Linked DNA regions of Mus musculus: region 2 is linked to region 1. Evidence: chromatin contacts called from public HiChIP or PLAC-seq data. All regions are on one chromosome and are shown on one strand. Each heading gives the region's core, a stretch centred on a gene start, on an enhancer-like site or on the middle of the called end of the contact. The rest is flanking DNA. Distances are from core to core; before and after follow the strand shown.

Evidence for each region. HiChIP or PLAC-seq counts read pairs in DNA pulled down with a chosen protein or histone mark.
Region 2: a contact with region 1 is called in an H3K4me3 HiChIP or PLAC-seq map of bone marrow-derived macrophages, with 4 times the contacts expected there. The contact joins the enhancer-like site here to the promoter of Selenos in region 1. A contact is called at or near these places in 6 of 39 promoter capture datasets (the C10 cell line, the HPC-7 cell line, frontonasal cranial neural crest and 3 more), 1 of 15 datasets of contacts at CTCF or cohesin (the NIH/3T3 cell line), 13 of 484 Hi-C or Micro-C datasets (B cells, B-cell progenitors, the CH12 cell line and 9 more), 19 of 115 datasets of contacts at active chromatin or transcription factors (the 230-238 cell line, CD8 T cells, bone marrow-derived macrophages and 15 more) and 3 of 9 other capture datasets (adipose tissue, liver and pancreatic islet).

Annotation. Positions count from the first base shown.
Region 1 is chr7:66,075,229-66,082,551 of GRCm38.p6, reverse strand. Selenos (selenoprotein S) reads right to left here and starts at 2,903. Exons shown (of 6, transcript NM_024439.3): 1 at 2,763-2,903; 2 at 2,086-2,220. The coding sequence starts at 2,838.
Region 2 is chr7:66,274,772-66,282,094 of GRCm38.p6, reverse strand. It overlaps Lrrk1 (leucine-rich repeat kinase 1), which reads left to right. Exons shown (of 34, transcript NM_146191.3): 23 at 328-467; 24 at 2,652-2,901; 25 at 3,406-3,572; 26 at 7,122-7,319. Gm33442 (a long non-coding RNA gene) reads right to left here. Exons shown (of 4, transcript XR_003946791.1): 3 at 4,874-5,042; 4 at 4,294-4,466. It overlaps Gm45989 (a long non-coding RNA gene), which reads right to left and starts at 369. Exons shown (of 4, transcript XR_001778164.2): 1 at 304-369. Within about 2 kb of position 3,899, at least 7 of the 459 cell types and tissues checked have an H3K27ac peak or open chromatin away from gene starts, as enhancers often do.

The DNA of each region.
Region 1 (7,323 bases), core at 1,654-4,153:
GACCCCAGATTCACACAGATCTGCCTTGCTCTGCCTCCTGAATGTAGGGATTAAAGGTGTGTGCCCCACACCCAGCCCTAGTTTAGTTTTCTACCTAGTTGTAAATCCACCCATCTCAGTACTGCAGTAATCAGTTGAATGGTAATCTATATTTAAGTTATACTGCAATATAAAACAGTGTTTCTTTAGGATACACACACAGGAGTGAAGCTTCTACACAGAATGGCTGCCCTTTGAGCTTTCTCTAAACAACCAAATGGTAAGTGGAAATCAGGTCTGATGAGGTCAGGGAAAAATCAAAATGGAGTGCGTGTAAAACCTAACACTGGAGATGGGGGGAGGTGTGGCACAGTAACTGGAAGAAGGAAGGAAGGAAGGAAGGAAGGAAGGAAGGAAGGAAGGAAGGGAGGGAGGAAGGAAGGGAGGGAGGGAGGGATGGAGGGACAGACAGACCCTAACACTGAGTTTCTGGTCACTCACAATAATTCTAGAGAGGTTCACTGGGGGGTGTCGCTGGAGCACAAAGAAAAGGGTGACATTTTCATTTTAATCCTCTGTAAATTAAGACCCACTAACTGGCCCAGCCACAGCTAATGGGAACAGTGAAAGTCACAAAGCCAGCACAGCTGCTTGACCGCTATCTATCAAAGCTGAGCAGAGCGATACAATCGCTGTCACATGGTCTTCCACTTCTGGTCTTGATCTCCATGTGTTGCATGCTTGGGGACTTTTAATATTTGTACAACTTGGGGATTGATGGGAAGCGTATGACTCTCTTATGCCTTCTCCCAAGAGGACAGCTTCTAAGCGTTCCTAGGGGAGTCCTAAGCATACCACTCACCCCACTTTTAGGGAGACATCCTTATCTGGCTCTACTTGAGGGTCTTCCTTAGGCCCGGAGGTTGTGTCTCAAATAAAGACACCAGAGATCTCCTTGTGAGGCTCAGGCTCCAAGATATCCTTGGATCACGCACTCGCCTCTCCATTTACTCAGGCACAAGATAATTAGAACAAGGTAAACTTAAAAGAGAAATAAGACTCAGCAGGCTGGAGAGGTTGGCAGCCGATCAATCAGGTTAAAGCCTCTTCCTCCTGTCACTCAGGGGAATACGTGGCATATATAACATTGGGGGGGGCACATATGGAATGCCCCTCCAGGAAAAAGATACAACAACAAAGTTAAACCGGCTTGAGTTATCTCTGCCCTACACGGGGGCTTATCCTGATGGACAAAGGATGGTGTGGATAAATGATAGAAGAATGAGGGATTAAGACCTCCCTTGGAAAAATTAGTCTATGCAGGACCACTGTGATGTCCTATGGCCAAGGAACAAAAGAATACCAAGTTCAGACCTAAAAATAAATTCCACAAAGATAAAAACATTGTATTACATCCAAAATTGAATAATAACTGTAGCAGTTCTGGCCTGAAGATTTTCCTTGGGCCTAATGACAATTAGCACTCTAACCATCAAAAGTTGATTAAATAAACTGCTAATCTACTGCCATAGGACATGACAACCTACCCAGGCTGGCTTGGAGATTTTCTGTCTAGTGCCTTTGAAACCATAAGAGCTACCAGCCTGAGAATGGACTGTCATGCTTTGGCAAAATATGCCTCTAGATTCTTTAAAAAAATGGGCTACGGGGTTGATGAGGGAAAATGATTGTAAAAGATAACTCTGCTCTGTCACGGTTTATCAATGATGGCTAAACTTATGACTACGAGGAAGCTAAAATACATCTGGGGACAAAAATATGATCTATGAATCCATCCCTGTCTACGGAGTGCTGTATAAAGCAGCACCCCACTTCCAGTCAGTCAGGTGGCAAGATTCCCAGGACCCCAATGCCTGATCCCCCCACCCCCACCCCCGCCCCTTGACACTTCTTGTTTCCTCCACAAGACCTGGCCATCTCCAGGGACTGGTCCCCATGCACCGAACAAGATGTGCATTGAGTATGCTATACACCATCACGGAGTCTTTGCATCTCAATAAAAATCTTTCAAACCTCAAAGGCATGTCTTGCCACCACCCACTAAGTAAATGACAGGCGCCTTCATTTCTACCACATGGCACTAACCCAGAACAGTCTCGGCTTGGTCCAGCTGTCTCTGCCTCAAAGCCCTCAGTCGAAGGGAGAGCCTCTGGATGACAATGTAGAGTAGGATGCAGCTGAAGAGGATGTACCAGCCATAGCTGGCCAGCAGGGAGCCCACTGGGGGGAAAAAAAAAAAAAAGAGAAAGAAACCAGTTTCAGAAATGGTAATAGCATTTTTTTCAATAATACTCTACAAAAATAGTCATAGCTTCTTCTTTCAGAACCTTCACAGTCTAGCTGGAAATGGACTCCTAAGAAGCGAATCGCTGGGTACAGAAACTTCTCAACTACAAGGGGACTCGGGAGTAGCCCGGAGGGTGCAGAGCCCAGCAGCTAGGTTCTGAAGGACTAAAGGGGACGTGTCTATCTGATTCAGGAAAGCAAAGGCCATCCAGACTCCGTGAGTTACACTTTGTTAAGGAGTGAGACAACAGTGTGTTAGTGTCGGGTAGAGTGAAACGCCGGGCGGAGGACTCCACTGCAAAAGGAAAATGTTAAAGGGACTCCCGTGAGCCAAGTCCGCGAGCGCCCGCCCAGCTAGGGCGACTTCGAGAAAGGTGAGCTCCGGCCCAACAAGCAGGCTCGGCCAGTCCGCGGCGTTAACGCCAAGCCTCCTGGAGGCCGACCCACCGAGCATGGCGGCGCCCGCCGCCCCTGACCTGTCACGTGCAGGAATCGCAGGCTCTCGGTCTCCAGCGCCGGCCTCGCGGACAGAGGTTCCTCATCGCGATCCATGGCGGCCACCGCCACCGCCACCAACGACAAGCCCGCTGCTCCTCTCTGCTCTGCGCTTCCGGTTCGGCCCTATGTACACGTGGCGCTCACTGCCGTGGCGGTACTGACCTATCGTGGCTCGACCTACCTCGACGCTCGACCAATCACAGGGGGGGTGTGACCAGAGGGCGGGGCTGAAAGATGCCCAGGCGGAAGCGCGTTTGACTTTCAGGGAGGAGCTCGCAGCTCAACTCGGCATAGCTCGGATAACCGATCTTGTATTTGATACTGATTGGACATTGAGGCTCAAGAGATTTGAAACCTCCTGGAGATGAGATTTGAGTCCCGCCCTTGTCACCGGGCCCTAAAGGTTTGCAGCATAGATTCCCCTCCCCTAACGTGCGGAAAGCGATCTACTTAGAATTCCTTTCTTCTGATCCACTGTCTCAAGGGAAGGAATTAATGTAGTAATGACTTCAACTTAGGCTCTTATGTGTTACATTACCACAGTTTTTGTAATGGTTCTCTGCAACATACTAGGAAGGCAATAAAGGAGATAGCTGCGATTTGAAAAGGAACTGATGGAATCAAGTTTCCATAGATTAATGGGATTAAGAAGGTGAGAACTCTGTGGTGTTTAAAGGTGGGATCCTTTGGGAAACTACTATATGAGGTCAATGTGGGTGTCCCCAGAGAAAAAGAGACTAGATTTCTGTGCACCCCACCGTGAGATGACTCAGCCTGAGGAGCCTGATGGAATCTATACGGTGCTGTACCAAGCTTGAGGACTTTGAATCTCCAAAATGGAAATAAAACTCACTGTGTCATAAAAACTAGTCTGTTAAGGATCTTCTAATTCAGCGACTCCATCTGGGGACATGGGAGAGAAAAGCCTGGAGTCACTTCACATTATCAACCACCTTGAAAATAGACTTTGATGACTGGATATGAAGCTAAGAATATGAAGATAGCCATGAATTTGCTGATTTTTTTTTTCAGACACAACATGGCTTTTTTAAAAAATTGCTAAATTTTTAAAGTTTTATGATTTTAATAGTTTTCTCAGTGGTAAAAAAGGATCAGTTTAATTTTTTTTTCTTTTTTGGTACCGATGACTGCCACCCCACCTCTGAGGCCAGTTTGAACCCTCTCTCTTTGCTTAAGGTGATTTCTCACATCATACAGAGCAAGTGAAACATCTGGTTACGAGAGAGGAGGTTGCTCATTTGCCTGTTGATCCAGTCCCTTAACATCTGCAATCATGATGATGAAATAAGTAATGTTTAGTTTCATTAAAAGACAAGGTGGAGGGGAAATGTTGGCACACACCTTCAACCCCAGCACTCAGCAGGCAGACACAGGTGAGTCTCTGAATTTGACGCTCAGGACAGTGAGGGCTACACAGAGAAACCTTGCCTTAAAAGCCTTTAATCCCCGCACACTGGTTAAGAGGGGTTAGTTTCATTAAAAGAGGAGGTGCTGGCTCACTCCTTTAATCTCAGCACTCAGGAGGCAGAGGATGGCTGATCCCTGAGTTAGAGGCCAGCTCTGTTTACAGGGTGAGTTCCAGCCAGGGCTACACAGAGAAACCCTGTCTTAAAAAACCAAAACCATGCCTTTAATCCCAGCACTTGGGAGGCAGAGGCAGGCAAATTTCTGAGTTCAAGGCCAACCTGATCTACAGAGTGAATTCCAGGACAACCAGGACTACAGAGAAACCCTATCTTGAAAAAAACCAAAAACCCAAAACCAATAAAAAGGGAGGTGAATGGATAGGATCAAAGTACATGATACACAGATAAAACAGTGTAATAATGAAATCATTATTTTACATAGTCTTAGCCAAGGAATCTCTTCCGCTTGGAACTTTGCAATCTAACATGGAAACTAGCAATTCAGAAAGATAACATGTTAAAACATACAAAGTAGGAGTAGGATTGTATCTCAATTGGCCAGGTGCTTCCTTGCCTAGCACGTACAGAATCCTAGGTGTAAGGTCCCCCACTGCAAACCCGAGTATGTGGCAAATGTCTCTCATCCCAGCATTTGTGAGATGGTGGTAAGAGGATCAGGAATTCAGAGTCATCTTTGGTGTCAACAGGAAGGCCACACTTGGCAGTGTAAGCCTGCCTCAAAAAACAAAACCAAAACCATGGGAGACAAAGGCAGGCATATCTCTGTAGTTAGCCCCCTCTCCAAACAGCAAAGCCAAATTTAAAAATAGACACACACACCCAACAATAACTTTGTTTACAAACCCAGTGTACATACTTAGATACACAGTATAATATTCAACTAAAATTTAAGGTATTTTGAATTGAGTGCATGGGTTTTAGGGTTTAATTTCAGTTCCTGCAATCCTGCTCCTACTTCTCAGGTGTGACGCCTTTGACATTTCATGTGGTAGCTGCCTCCCTGTACTTAACCTGAACAGCTCAGATGTTACCTGGAAAACTAGGGCAAAGGTGAATAGTAACCACAACGCCCACCACTGGCTATGTAGACTCAATGTCTGGCTCTAACCTGTCACTTACTGTCACATCCTTGTCTGGGCCCTTCTTATAGCCATGTCCTTCAGGTTAGAATTTCCCCATCCACTGTATTCAGCCAGGTAAATGCTTTGGTTAATGGAGAGTAAGCAGACCTGTTATCAGTTTTGAGTATAGCTTAGTTAGTTGTTCAAGGCATAGAAAGCCTAGTTTTGTTCATCACGAATGTCACAAGATTTGCACAAGACTGGGCTCCTCAACATCCTACCACTGAGATGAGGAGGTGCTAACTGGGGCCTGCCCCACCCCCAAGACTTACAGTTACTAGTTGATGGAGGATTAAGAAACGTTTTGTTCAGTGGTGTAGCCATTGGTAAGGCTGCCCAAGCTTCCATAATCAACCCTAAAGCCAGACACAGAAAGTGGGTAGTTAATTGGAAAGAGGGAGACCATCTGAAGGACAAAGGAGGCTAATAGGTGTGTGTGTGTACAATTAAAATACATTATGGGCATGTAATGAAGTCCATTACTATATATAATTAATATAGGGTAATAAAAGCATTAAAAATAAAGAGCAGAGTCAATATGGAAGGAAACAGATGGTGTTTCCTGCTGGCAAACTGCCAAAATTGCTGTTTTCCAATATAACAAGCAGCTACACAGGATGAAGGGTGTGGGGAGCTCATGGGCTCAGAGAAGGCAATAAAATGCCAGTCCTGCTCAAGCAGTAAGGACCTGCCACTTTCCAGGAATGCTCTCGTGTGCCGGAATGTAGGCACACCTCCCTGGAACTGTTACAGAAGGTTGTGATCTGCCATGTTAGTGCTAGAACCAAACCCAGGTCCCCTGGGAGAAGTCCTGTGAACACTGAGCCATCTCTCCAACTCCAGCTCCTGTGTGGTGCACATACATGTATGCAGGCACATGTATGGAGAGATCTGTTCTGTCCTGCCCATTCCAGGGATCAGCCTTCAGCTAGGCAGTCTTGTTAATCATATCCATTAATTTAATTAGGGCAAGCTTCAAAAGTAGGGCATTTACCAGTTATACAAATGCTAGAGAGGAAACATTCAAGGTCAGGTGAGGAGACACCTGTAATCTCAGCTGGTGGGATGTGGAGGTAGGATTAGGACTTCAGGCCAGTTTCCTATGTGCCTGGGCTACATGAGTCCACCTCAAATCAGCATCGTAACATAGTTCCATCTGTCCATTCTTGCAAGTGTTGCACAACTATCAGGTGATACAAACTTCTGCTGTAACAGACAATACTCGCCTGAATGAAATTCATACTCTACAAAACTATTCCCTGAAAATGTTAGGCTCCAGGAAAAACACAGATTGAAAGTTCAAATGAATTGAACCTCATCAGTTATCTGGGTCCTGAGACACGTAAGAAAGGAAACCTCATTTGCCTCTAGCTAGCTTTGCCAAGTCCTTGACTGGGACAATGGCATGCATGAGGCAATGGTGTCCTGTTTTTCTCACTTACCCCAAATACTAAACCATCTAAGTGCCAATAGTTTCAGTCCAGACTAATTCAGTGCATGTCCAGGCCAGGGTTTCATGAAGCTACTTTTAGTAAAAACTGTGCAATTACAGAGCAACCACTGGCTTGTCATAACTGGGATTGTTGACCAAGACTCCTCATCCAGTAAGAGGACTCATAAATGAAGCAATGGAAGACAGGAAATCTGTTTTTGCTTTGGTATTGGGGATCTTGTAGTCTGAGGAAGACTGCCAGCAAGCCACACCCCTAGCCAAAAGAAACAAGTACTCTTGTCAGCAACGGGGCTATGCATTCACAGAAGGGCTGTGGAAGCAGTACAGGTAGCCTCACTGGAGATGCTGAGCCAGCATGGGAGAGAACTGAATTTAAGGCTGGGGCTCAGCAGAAGCCACAGTTCCGCTGTATCTTAGGCATCTGGCATTTGCCTCTATGAGAACTGTATGTTACCAGCAATCACCAAAAAGCATCCAGAGACAACCTAACATGCTTGTCACATTCAGAATCATCGAA
Region 2 (7,323 bases), core at 2,650-5,149, 200 kb before region 1:
TTCCCATTTGGAGTCCAGAGTTCTGCTCCTGAGGAAAGCTTATCATGGTAGCTTGCTAGAAATAGAGACCTTCCCTGGAATGTCCCGCTGGCCCCATCTTCCTACCCTTCCCCAACTCCTTCTTCAGGATAGACTGAGGGAAGCCATAGTCCAGGGTTTCAGTTCACTCCAGTTGGGGGAATAGGGACAAGAACAAATTAGATAATAAAACAGGTATCTAAACAGGAGAGCCACCCCAATATCCTACAGGGCACACAGATCCTGGGGGTCCCCTGGGAATCGCCCCAGGTTCCTGACACTGACCTCCTTTTCATTTCCGGGTTACAGTGTGGAATCCTCAGATGTGAACTGGAAAAAGAAAAAAAGCGGAGGAATTAAAATCATCTGCCAGTCAGAGATGAGGGACTTCTCGGCAATGGCTTTTATCACAGACCATGTCAACTCCCTGATTGACCAGTGGTTCCCTGGTAAGAGAATATTCTGGAACCAAGCCTTTGATCATGCTTACATAAACATATATATGTATGTATATATATATATATGTGTGTGTGTGTGTGTGTGTGTGTGTGTGAATATATGTGTATATGTGAATAGATGTATATCATATATATCTATGCATATGACATACATATATACATATACATAATACATACACATATACATATATATGTCATATGTGTATATGGGTATATCTGACTGCCTCTTTGAGAAAGTGAAGTTGCCACCAGGATTCAGTCTTTTGCTAAGAGTGCTGCTCCAGGTTAGGACAGGAGGTCCTGTGGGATTAAGTGTGACAGAGGGTATGTGTCACAAGACAGAACTAGTTAGGTCTCCTGGATGCCTACAATATATGGGAGGGATGTCTCAGGGTCCCACACGTGGCCCAATGACATTGTTAGTGTGATTCATACCTGGTTTATGTAAGTTGAAATCAATGGGCTTGCCATCAGGGGGACCCAAATGTGGAGGGCTGTCCCTGGTGTCAATGAGGGGGAGGGCAGAGCTGCGATGCCAGTTCCTCCTTCCCAGTATGCCCCTACCAGTCCTGGTCAAGAGCAAACCACCCACACAGCCCTTCTCAGACTCTTTGAATCCATTTCCCTACTGACAACTGACCCAAAGAAAATACTTTTTGAAGCGAAGCCCCTGGGGGCCTCTGTTTGTTTTGCTGCTGGGGTGGACAGAGAGCAGACAGAGGGGAGTGGGGTGGGTGGGGTGGAAGGTAGGGTAAGGAGGGTGGGGGTGGGGTAGGGGGTGGGGGTGGGAGTGGCTTTGGAGCAGCAAGCAGCAGGAATGCAGCTTAGGGGAGGAGCCCGCTGAGGGGAGGAGCCCGCTGAGGGGAGGAGCCCGCTGAGGGGAGGAGCCCGCTGAGGGGAGGAGCCCGCTGAGGGGAGGAGCCCGCTGAGGGGAGGAGCCCGCTGAGGGGAGGAGCCCGCTGAGGGAGTCTCTTTGCAGTCTCTGGAAACCAGAGGGGGGAATTCTGGATGGCTTGTCTGTCAGACAGGCCTCTATGAACTGGTCTACTCACCTGCCCCAGAGTCTTACATCCCAAGAGGACAATGGGAAGGTGCTTAAGGATGCCACTGGATACATATTGCAGACACAGAGTCCTGCTCCCTTGCATATTGCTTCAAAGAGTGACCAACATGTACAGTGGCTTTAGGAAGGGGATTCTCAGAGAAAACAGCCACAATGTGAGTCAGGGTGACTAGAGGGCTCTTGGCCAGCCAATGGGGCTCCCAAGCCCTGTATCAACTCTCCAGCCTCTTAGTAGCTCCCTAACCAGCCTGTGCCCCGCCCCAGTAGGAGCTAGGGATTTGGCAGGTAAGCCACTTAGCCAGCAATCTGAGAGAGAAGAAACTCAGCCAAGCAAGCCTTTGAGACAAGATGCCCGAGAGCCAGCGACCAAGAGTCTCTCCCTGTGGATGTCAAATGCACCCAGGACATCTAGGAATCCATACTGTCCTGTACAAAGCAGGTCACTGCCCTGCCCAGGGTACTTTCATGAGTGTTTCTCAGTACCTCCTAATGAGAGGGACACAGAAAAGATGTATAGCCTAATAGGGGAACCCACATCAAGTGTCCAGCTTCCCCATGATCTTTTGTATTCATTATCCCCTGCATTTAAGTTCCCTAGAGCACGCCAGTAGGCCCTCCGTTTCTAACCAGTACTAACTGTGGTTAGAGTAATGGACTATAGCTCAGATTCGGCCCCAGTCATTCAGGTAAAGTCTCCACCACTCCCGTCTTGCCTTCCTCTACCAGCCTTCCAATGAATGCAAGCAACTCAGTGTCTAGAGCATGGGGTAACCCCTCTGTGGTGAGTCCTTTGGGATCAACAATTTCCCTGTCCAAAATGTCACTGGAAGGCAAGGACAGTTGGTATATGCTATAACCCCAGAATTTAGAAAGCTGAGACCAGAGGATCTTGAGTTTGAGACCAGCCTCAGCTATATAGCCAAACCCTGCCTTACAATCAAAACCAAAGCAATAAGTCACCACAGAGCAGTACTGGATTTCTGGCTCTCCTGGGCCCAGGTAGGAGCAGAAAGAACCTCTGATTTAAAAGCCAGCCAGGCTCAGAGTTCTAGGGTACTGCTCAGAACACCCACGGCCGGTTCACAGGAGCTGTCCCCTCTGTTCCCATTTAGCCCTGACGGCCACAGAAAGTGACGGGACCCCACTGATGGAGCAGTACGTACCCTGCCCTGTCTGTGAAGCATCCTGGGCCCAGCATGCAGATCCAAACGAGAGGTCAGAGAGCGTGCAGTACTTTGATATGGAAGACTGTGTGCTCACAGCCATCGAACGGGACTTCATCTCCTGCCCCAGACACCCAGACCTCCCAGTACCACTTCAGGAGCTTGTACCAGAGCTGTTCATGACTGACTTCCCAGCCAGGTATGCCCCATGGTCCCTCCCAGGACAGGGAGGCAGGCTATGTGCCTCTCCGACCAGTTCACGGCTTAGCGCTGTAACCATGGGGTGACAGACAGTAATTGTTCCAACCATTCCTTCCTGCCGAGTCTCAGGTGACTTAGATTCCCCCATCCTAAGCTTCCTGAAAGTAATTAGACCAATGGCTTTCTACTGGAGTCCTCAGCAGGCCCTGCTGCCCTTGGCTCACAAAGCAACAGGGCCACCTTCTCTCTCTGCTCCTCTGCGAGGTTAGCACACTTCCTCTCTGTGTCCCTGCGATGTAGCCACCATACAGAGCAGGAGACTGAGATTGCATAGGCTGTACAGGTTTACCCCTGACATGTGATAGATCCAGGGTTAGCCTAGATCAATCCAACCTCAAGTGGCTTTGAACTGTTATTCCCCCCAGAGGGAAAACTAGCAACCGAGTCCAGGACATGCCCTGCCTGAGGTTGGAGGCTTAACCCCTCCCTGTGTGTGCTCTAGGCTCTTCCTGGAGAACAGCAAGCTGGAGCACACGGAGGGTGAGAACAGCATTCTGGGCCAAGGTGGCAGTGGCACAGTCATCTACCAGGCCCGGTACCAGGGCCAGCCTGTGGCTGTGAAGAGGTTCCATATCAAGAAGTTCAAGAATTCTGCTAATGCCCCAGCAGGTAACGGGGTCATAGCCAGCACGTTTTCTTCGGATACATGAGCCCTCTTGTGTCTGACCTCCAGGCTACCTTAGGGAGGACAGAGGTCGTGTGCACGTGGAGCAGGAGGGGGATTTGGGGGCTGGTATAGTTGGTGCAGCTCTGCTTTGTGCCTGGCCTGGCAGGTTGGGGAGTACAAGATGGCGATCCAAGCCAAGTGAGGCCTTAATATTGCTACCTGTCTAGACAGAAGTGTGTGTTAGCAGAGACCACTCCTCCCATGTCTACTTTGTGCCTGCCAATGGCCTGGCACACATGGATGGGTAATCTGAAGTGGAACCGCCTGGAACCTCGTGGTTTCCCACCTATCCACTTTGTTCCCAGAAACAATGACTCTAAGACTTCTTATAGATGAGTAAATACTTAGGCCAATAATAGCTTTGGCTCTGTTCCCTAACTAGCTCATAGCTCAATAACTGAGTTTATTCTAGTTTATGAGGTTACTCACCTCTCCTTCAGTGTTCTGGAGTGAATCTCCCAGATCTGACTGTTTCCCAGAATCAACCTCTCTCTCTCTCTCTCTCTCTCTCTCTCTCTCTCTCTCTCTCTCTCTCTCTCTCTCTCCTCTCCCTCTCTACCCCCTCTCTTTTCCCCTCTCCCTCTCTCTCTCCCTCTCTCCCTCTCTCCCCCCCTCTTTCCCCCCTCTCTCTTCCCCTCTCTCTCTCCCTCTCTACCCTCTCCCTCTCTCTGCCAGAACTCTCACCTCCTATTCCCTGTCTTATCTCATTGGCCATAGGCCTTTTTTATTGACAGGTGATGCTTCTACTCAGTACAAGAGAGTCTCTCTACATTCTGATATCAGGCCGACTCCTCATCTGCAGGGCTCCTTCAGCCATGTCCTGTGCAAGCAGAAAGCTGCATAACGAAAGACAAGAGAATGAGGCAAACTTTGTAAAGGGATACTTGGGATGTTCCCACCCCACTACCCACCCCCCCAATCTACACCCAACACCCCACCAAGAAAGCCAGGAGGCAGCACACTCAGACCTGCATAGCAAATGCAGTCCAAGATCCCCAGTGGAAGGGGTCTTCAGTGCTCCCATTAATCCATTTCTGTTGCTACCACAGAATACCCCATGCTGGGGAATTGCTAAACAGTTGTTTGGCTCAAGGTTGTAATGTGTGAGAGAGCCCAGAGCTTGATGCTGGAGGATCTCCATACTATATCATCCCAGAAGGCAAAGAGTGAGAGAGTGGACAGCCAGAAGCCCAGAGGGGGTTGTATTTCCTTTTCTAACATGCCCACCCCTTGGCATGGCTACCTTAAGTTTTCCACACGTGAGCATTGAGGGGTGAAGGGGAGACACGGTCTAACCATAGTGCTCAGCTCAGGCCTCCTCACTCCAGCCTGTGGAACTGCCCCTTGTTCAGGATAGGTCACGCTGTGATCACAAAGCCAATGTATGTTCTTTTGGTAGAAAAATTAGAATCCTAGAAACGGAAAAGAAAGAAACCAATTTGCAATTCATTGAGGAGAATATTTGTTTCTGCACTGATCTGACAGACTTGGTTGACAAACCTCAGGCTGATAAAAGTCCCCTGGAAATCCTGGACCTAATGCAGACTATTAGAATTCAATGGTGCTTCATACCCAGCAGTGCCCATTAGAAAGTACCCTCCACAGTGGTGATAAGAAGCACCTGGAACTGTGGGTAACTAGGGAACCTTGAGTCCCAACTGGGTAATCTGACTAACGGAGTATCCAATGCATATGCGTTGACCCAAAGTCAAGAGCTGACAAGGGAGGAGCCAACCCCACAAAGGTCTTGAATAAATCTACAGAGGTTACAGCAGGTTTCTCCCAGGGCTTCACACAGGCCTGCCTAGGAAGTGGAATAGAAATGGGAAACAAAACAGTCAGGACTGGGCTCTACCCTGACTACTGGCTTCAAAGACAGATGATCCTTTGTGGACTGGCCACAGCCAGGGGTGCTGTCCTGAGTCTCCAGAGCCTCCTGCAGGCCATCCTGCATGAGATGCATGACTGTCAGGGGTGCTGGAAGAAGTGACAGCATGGCTGGAAATCACTCATCCCTGCTGTAGACCTTTCTCCTCTCATGTGAATGTCACAGGCCCGCAGCCATGGACAGATGTCCCGCTGGCTGATGATAGTGATGGTGGTTTTTCACCTTCACTAGTCCTGGCTACTTGATTAAGAATAAGGTAACCTGCAGTGACCCTGAGGGTGGAGGGGAAGGAGCCTAATTGCATTCCAAATAGTGCCTGGGCCAGGTTTTGAACACAGTAAGGGGATGCAGATGAAATAAGGTCACCGGTACCACCATGTGAGTGGCAGCTGTGGTGAGAACTGTAAGGAGGTTGGAGCCCCATGGTGGTCCTCCCTTAAGGGAACCTGGGAAAACTCACGGAGTGCCCAGAAACTGTCACAAGTGATAAGGCCACATTAGCTCTTGAGAAAGGAAGAGACTCGTGTTGTCATTTGCAACTGGAAGACTTGACTCAACTGCAGTAGCCTGAGGACCTCCCTTTGGGGCCCTTGAACACAGCGCAGAAAAGAATTTCAGGGTGACTTACAGTGAAGCACAGTTGGCAGAGTTGTCTCTTTAGAGTGACAGAGACGATGCACACTGTGGATGTAAGCAGAGGCCATCAGAGGGAAAAGGAGACATCTTTAAAGAAAGGATAATAGCACCCGCCTAAGACATGGGTGTGGCCACTCAGGAGAGTCAGTGCTTAAGTTCCTTAAAGTGTATATGTGCTGCAGGTGTGCCTGCCTGCATGTGTGCAGGTGTGTGTGTGTGTGTGTGCGTGTGTGTGCGCGTGTGTGTGTGTGTGTGTGTGTGTGTGTGTGTGTGTGTAATTTTGTACCTGAAATTAATGATCAGGCTCAAAAATCAAGCAAAGTTTAATAATTAAGTACAAAACTATGATCTAGGTCACCTATTACCCCCATCTTAAAGGCTCTCTCTCCCCCTTGACAAGGAAATTGCCAGGTTTTACTGGGTAGTTGTTGAGGGCTGGTTTGGAGAGAGGATACTACGGTAGGTAAACTCTAAGGTCTCCCTCCATCTGTCTTTTCTTGACTTGAGCTCTCCTCTTACAAGTGCAGCTTAGGGAAGGGGACTGACAGCCCTGAAGGCACTCTGGGTAGGTCTGTCAGTTGTGGTGATGGCTTTTGGTTCCCAGTCAGAGGGGAGGCAATCAAATGCTAGGTAAGGAGTCTCTTCCCTTCTGCCGTCCCTTTAGCTTTCCCTGACTTTCTATCCTGTCTTGGTCTCAGCTCCACAATACCAGCCTTTAAGTCCAGATTCTGGGCATCAGCATCATAATCCTTCATACAGTATGTACTTTCAAATACAAATCCGTCTTACCTGACCCAAATCCCTGTTATGCAGAACTAAGTATGGCAGACCCCCTGTGTCCTGTGACCCTTAGAAGCAGCCTGCCCAGCCTAGACCTGGGTCTACCTTGCCTTAGGTCCAGCAGGGAGGCCGCAACCTGCACCTGCTGTTCCTCCTAAAGAGCGAATGGCCTTGCTTTGTCCTGCAGACACCATGCTGCGGCACCTGAGAGCCATGGATGCCATGAAGAACTTCTCAGATTTCCGTCAGGAGGCCAGCATGCTGCATGCCTTGCAGCATCCTTGCATCGTGTCACTCATCGGCATCAGCATCCACCCGCTCTGCTTCGCCTTGGAGCTGGCCCCGCTGGGCAGTCTCAACACCGTGCTATCTGAGAATGCCAAAGGTAG